2 separate regions of the Mus musculus genome follow, and region 2 is linked to region 1. A link is a contact called in public HiChIP or PLAC-seq data. All regions are on one chromosome and are shown on one strand. Each heading gives the region's core, a stretch centred on a gene start, on an enhancer-like site or on the middle of the called end of the contact. The rest is flanking DNA. Distances are from core to core; before and after follow the strand shown.

Region 1 (2,700 bases), core at 21-2,520:
TATTAAAAAATTGAATGGTGCCAATCAGCCAAGGGAAGAGAGGCAGAGAGACATCGGAAGCCCTTGCACGCAGGGCAGGGGCTTCCTGTTTATGCCGGCGCAGCCTGGTGTTTATGGCACATGTGTGTGGTCACTCACAGAGGAGAAAACGCTCTGCTACCAGTTTGGGCTGATCTGCCACCTGGAATTGATCAAAAGCAAATTAATTTTCATTTCCAATTAGGAATACAATTAAGTCCAAAGTGGTAGGGGGCGGGGGGCGAAGCGTAATGTTTACATACCGCTCCTGTGCTGGGAGGGCTGGAGGAAATACTTGTCTTCATATCTTTCTGTGTAATTCATTAGTGTTAAAGTGGCTACTGCAGTTTACCATCCTGGAGTGACCGCTCTTCCCCTCCCTTCCAGCCTAGGAGAGGAGAAGGGGAGGGCAAGTCGGGCCTGAGCTCCTAGCCAAGCATTCATGAGCTCTGCCCTGCCATTCTAAAGGCTTTTCCGGATGGGACCGACCTGGGATGATGGTGTGAGTGTTGTAATGAAGAGCCCACATTAGGAATCAGATTTAGCCTTCAGTCTGCTGCTTTTCCTGGGTCAAAAAGCCTTACCTGGTCAATGAGCCCTGCTTTCCTGTCTGGCCGAGATCAGGGATACTGAGCGGTTGTGTGACAGTCTGTGGTGACTGACGGACATGGGATTCCAGCTCCCTCCTTTTGCAAACCGCTGCCTTTTACTGGAGTCCAGGACCAGTTAGCCCAGTTTGTGTAGTGTCAAGGGTGGTAAGTACAGTGAGTATTGACCCAGATTTTAAGGAAAGTCGATTGTTTGTCAATTTTGAGTCTAAGAACACTTCTGAGTCTAAGATAGTCTCAGAAGTGACATGGTGGCCTGGCCTCTTGGTATCTGTCACTCCACTAGAGCAGACTTAAGCATGCTAGCTATCATACTGAGAATGTCCCTACCACCCATCTTACAGAGCGGTCGCTTTGGGAAAGCAGAGCGGATGATAAGCATTCCATCGTATGAATAACAATGATGATAACCTCCCATAATAGCTTACATCTTCCTAGAGTCCTGAAGGCGATGGATGGAAAAGAGAGGCCTCTGGGTCAGAGGAATAGCTGCTTCAATTGAAGACTATCCAGTCGTGTGGAGGCCCCAGTCTCCACTGCTCCAGGCCGTATTTTACCTCAGACAGCCCCACCTCCCTTTTCCCCTGCAAGGGGCTTACATTTCCTCCCTGCATGGTATCTGTGCTTTAAAAGAAGGTTTTATTACTTGTGCTGCAATGGAATTTCTCTTTACTAGACAGCTGGCCTGACCGCAGCCTGGAACCACAGTGGCGCTGTTAACACGCCGGGGTCAGCTTTCCCCTTTAAAGCCATTCTTTTTCTTTTCTTTATTTTCTTAAAGGGGGAGACGAGTAAGCACCAACAAATCAGCACAACGATTAACTTTCTGATTGATTTGCCACAGAGAGCAAAAAACGTTAATGGGAAGGGACAGGGAAACCAGAGCAGACGGCACGAGAGCGTTCTCGTCCTAAGCTTCCAGCCCAAGTCTCACCACAAACACTCGCTTCTCTGAAGGTAGACATCTTCAGTTGCCCGATTGCATAATAGGAACGGCATTTTCTTTTTCGCCTAAAAAAAAAACTAAAAAGTGTTACCCATAATGTTGACGTGAAGTTTTTGGTGCTGTGGTTTCCAGATGTCCCCCTCTCAATAGTGTCTTCTCAATGGCTGACAAAGGCCTCCATTTCTTCACCCCATTGGGAAAAATCGGTGTTGGTGAAGGGAAGCTCCTTTGGGGGTTTAGGAGCAGGCAGGTAACACCATCTTTTGTTTGTTTGTTTGTTTGTTTGTTCTTGAGACAGGGTTTCTCTGTGTAGTAGCTCTAGCTGTCCTGGAACTCACTTTGTAGACCAGGTTGGCCTCCAACTCAGAAATCCGCCTGCCTCTGCCTCCCTAGTGCTGGGATTAAAGGCATGCACCACCACCGCCCGGCTCAGGTAACGCCATCTTGAAGTGACACCGAGAGGAATTAGCTGTTGCCTGGACTCTTAATGGCTGCATTGCCAGCATTCTGTCAATACAAATGGCTTTCTAAACATGTTAGGGTTTGAAGTCTCTAAGGATTTGACACTGGCTCCAACAGTTCAGGCTCTTGTCCTGGCTAGGCATTGGTCACCCTTTGCGGGACCCTTGTGGGCCAGGTGATCCAAATCCAGTTGGTCCCAGCGCTCCTTCTTCTCTGCCCTGGGCTTCTGAAGAACTTTTTTCTGAGACAAAGTTCTTGGCTTTCCCTTCGATTACATCACTTGGACATTCCAGAGTGCCCACGATCTCAAAAGCAGAGCTGGTGTTTGAATCACCTAGCATGTATCGATACATCATTTTATTTAACACGGTGTTTTAAAATTGTATTTAAAAGTCAGCTTCTTTCATCTCGTGTGCCCTTGGCTGGGAAACAGAGAAAGTCTCTTTTAAGAGGTGTTTTACATTTTATGGCTACTGAGAGAGAACACAGTTCTTTAATAGGTAGTATGTAAGAGCTCCACGTTACAGGCTTTCGGAGCGTAGAAGCTCTGGAGCAAGGCTAGTTGATAACATCTCTGAAGGGCAAAGGAGAGACTGTAAACCCCTGAGGTTTAGATGCCCTACCAGCATGCCCTAAGCCGGAGCTTTCCTCAGACCGTCTCATTCT
Region 2 (2,700 bases), core at 161-2,660, 850 kb after region 1:
GGAAGCTAAAAAAAAATCACATGGCAGGTACCCTCCATTGCTGGCTGCTGTCAGGGTGCTCTGCTGAAGGTGAAGTGTGGGTCCCTTAGCTGCGCATCTACTCCTGAAGACAGACTCAGAGAAGATGAATCTCACTGCTCTTCCCCTTGGGCACCAGAGACTGAACCGGGTTTGCAGTTTTCCAAATTCTTGTAGAATAACACCCCCCACCCCCACCCCGTACTCCTTCAGAACTACCTACTTCAGATGCAGTACCCTCCGAGTGCTACATTCCTTGCCTGGTGAAGCACCTCCATTGGGCAAGCACCAGCCCTCTGGAGGACTCTGAGCCCTGGGCCTAGAGGCTCTACCTCTGAGTTTGAGGTTTAATAATTTCAATCCCTCCTTTGCTTATTTCTTTGCACATGCATGCATAATTATCCAAGCATACATATACATACCCGTGGTGTTCAAACTTCAAAGTCATGGATGCATGCCTACACATATTTGACTGTGCACACACATATGCATAACCACATGTATTCACATGCATATCCACACTTGGACAATTATGGCCTTTATGAGTCCATTGCACACATCGTGCACACACACACACACACACACACACACACACACACACACACACACACACACTGTATGTATGCATAAACACCTCACCTAGCTGCAAACTCTGTATGTATGTATTACTCTGAGTGTGTCTACATGCATATGGGAAGATAAAACTACATGCTCACCATCCACATGCATACCACATACGAGCTCACAGGGACACAAATGTGTGTCCACATAAATCCAACTCCATGCATGAACAAATGCCCCATATAGTAATGCACAGGAAAGGGTGGAGGTTACCAGGCATATTCATCTGTACCCTGGCACACACATCTCCCACAGACAAATGGATGGATACAGCTAGTGTGTACACCTGCAAACTTACTGATAACAGAGTTCATAGGCACGAGGCCACCGTCTGACACCCAAAACATAACCATTGTGCTTGTGCAACCAACAGGCACTCCCCACAGGCGTGCACGCACAAATGCCTAGGTCAGCTATTCAACAAGCTTGCTCTTACACTTCACCACCTTGGGCGTGGGAGGCGCTCCCGGGCACGCGCACACGCGTTCCCTCTCCCCAGCCCGGCGGTCCGGCTGTAATTGCTCCCAGCCCGGGATTGTGCAAAGCGCGCCGCGGGAGCGCACCGCTCCGATCCCGCAGCGCTCTGCGCGCCCCCAGCCCCACTGCCGCCCGGCCCGGCCCGCGGCCATCAAAAGGCCGCTTTGGGCGCGGGCACCTGCTCGCCCGGCCGCAGCCGCGTTTTATCTGGCGCGGTGAATAATTGATGCGCCGCTGCTTTGCAGTCAAACGCGCGGGCTGCCCGCGCCGCCGCCGCCCGCCGGCCGCTGTGATTTATTATTTACCAGCGCGCGGCCGCCGTGTAAGGTGAGCACTGTGGCTGCTCGCAGAACTGTTACAATCTGGCCTCGTTAGTGGCCTTTCTTGCTGCCTCTCCAAACGGCAGCCCCGCTGATTGATTTTCCCGCCGAAGCCGTGCCATGAAATCCCAGCGCTGCTGCTCTCAAAGCGGCTGCGGAAAGCCAGGCTTGGCCCTTCTTCCCGCAACAAGAGCCCGCGTTTGCGCGCGCGCCTTTCATGGCGTCCCCGGCTCCGCCGCTGGCCCCATTAGCACGGCACCCGGCTCCCGCCGCTCCTGCGGGCGACGCTATGCAGCGCGCCGCGGTCGCGGGGGACCGCGCGGGGCCTTTCAAGCCGGTGGCGAGGCGCAGCCGTCCCGCGACCACAAAGTTTTCCTGCCTTGGAAGTTTTCAAACGCGCTAGGCTGATCCGAGTAAGGAACCGGCTGGCTCTTCCCGGGACTCTCCCAGTGACAGCGAAGAGGGGTCCCTCTGGACTACCAGCAAGGAAAAGAAGGCATTTTGGGGGATGCCTACTGTATGCCAGTGTTTAGTCTTTAAACCATTCAGGGGCAACAGCTTGCGAACAAGAACAGGAGGAAGAGCTAGCAAGAGGGGCCTGGGGTGTACCTTCCGCTGGTTAGTTGAAAGCCACCCAGTAACTGTTTGGAATACTACTAAGTACTCAAACTCCCGGTGTGGGACTAGGGTGACTGAATCATCTCAGGTCCTCTGTATGGGCATCCAGGTCTCAGGACTCAAGGCATCTGTTTTGTCATTGGGAGGAAGTGGCCACATTCCCAGGATCCTATCAGACCTGAAATTCACACGATGACGGAGGGGGTGGGAGTCAGGGGTCGGGGGTCGGGAGATGGGGCAGTGGTTCCAAAATTGCTGGTGATAGAGGAAGGTGCCCATTTGGGAGGTTTCCTGAGGGATTCCCCTGGGTGACAAGATGACAAGTTAACAAGGCTTTTGTGTTTTGAAGTGTGGCCCAAGCTGTGTTCAAGGCAGGACCCCTAGAACAGAACCTGAGCAAATCTTGTCACTTTTCTGAAGGGCTTCTCTGTCATACAGAAGGTAGGGCAGCCCCACTTCTCCCTTCCACAGCGCCTGGTGCAGACGAATCCCCAATAGCTGTTCATCTGTCCTGGTGGGTTGGGGACTGGAGAGTGGACACCATAGCTGGGTGCAGAGCCAGATTCATTCCCTTAAGCGTTGAAGCCATTGTGTGTGTGTGTGTGTGTGTGTGTAAAAAGACCACTCAGAATGACCTGTGTGCAGT

The links. HiChIP or PLAC-seq counts read pairs in DNA pulled down with a chosen protein or histone mark.
Region 2: a contact with region 1 is called in an H3K4me3 HiChIP or PLAC-seq map of neural tube, with 4 times the contacts expected there. The contact joins two enhancer-like sites. A contact is called at or near these places in 2 of 115 datasets of contacts at active chromatin or transcription factors (embryonic forebrain and neural tube) and 1 of 9 other capture datasets (embryonic stem cells).

What each region holds. Positions count from the first base shown.
Region 1 is chr8:91,612,546-91,615,245 of GRCm38.p6, forward strand. All of the region lies in intron 8 of Fto (fat mass and obesity associated), which reads left to right. Among named protein-coding and RNA genes, the nearest start is that of Gm36325, 100 kb to the right of the region's middle. Within about 2 kb of position 1,271, at least 17 of the 459 cell types and tissues checked have an H3K27ac peak or open chromatin away from gene starts, as enhancers often do. A contact at or near this core is called in neural tube, where this site is marked.
Region 2 is chr8:92,459,206-92,461,905 of GRCm38.p6, forward strand. No RefSeq gene overlaps it. Among named protein-coding and RNA genes, the nearest start is that of Irx5, 100 kb to the left of the region's middle. Within about 2 kb of position 1,411, at least 49 of the 459 cell types and tissues checked have an H3K27ac peak or open chromatin away from gene starts, as enhancers often do. A contact at or near this core is called in neural tube, where this site is marked.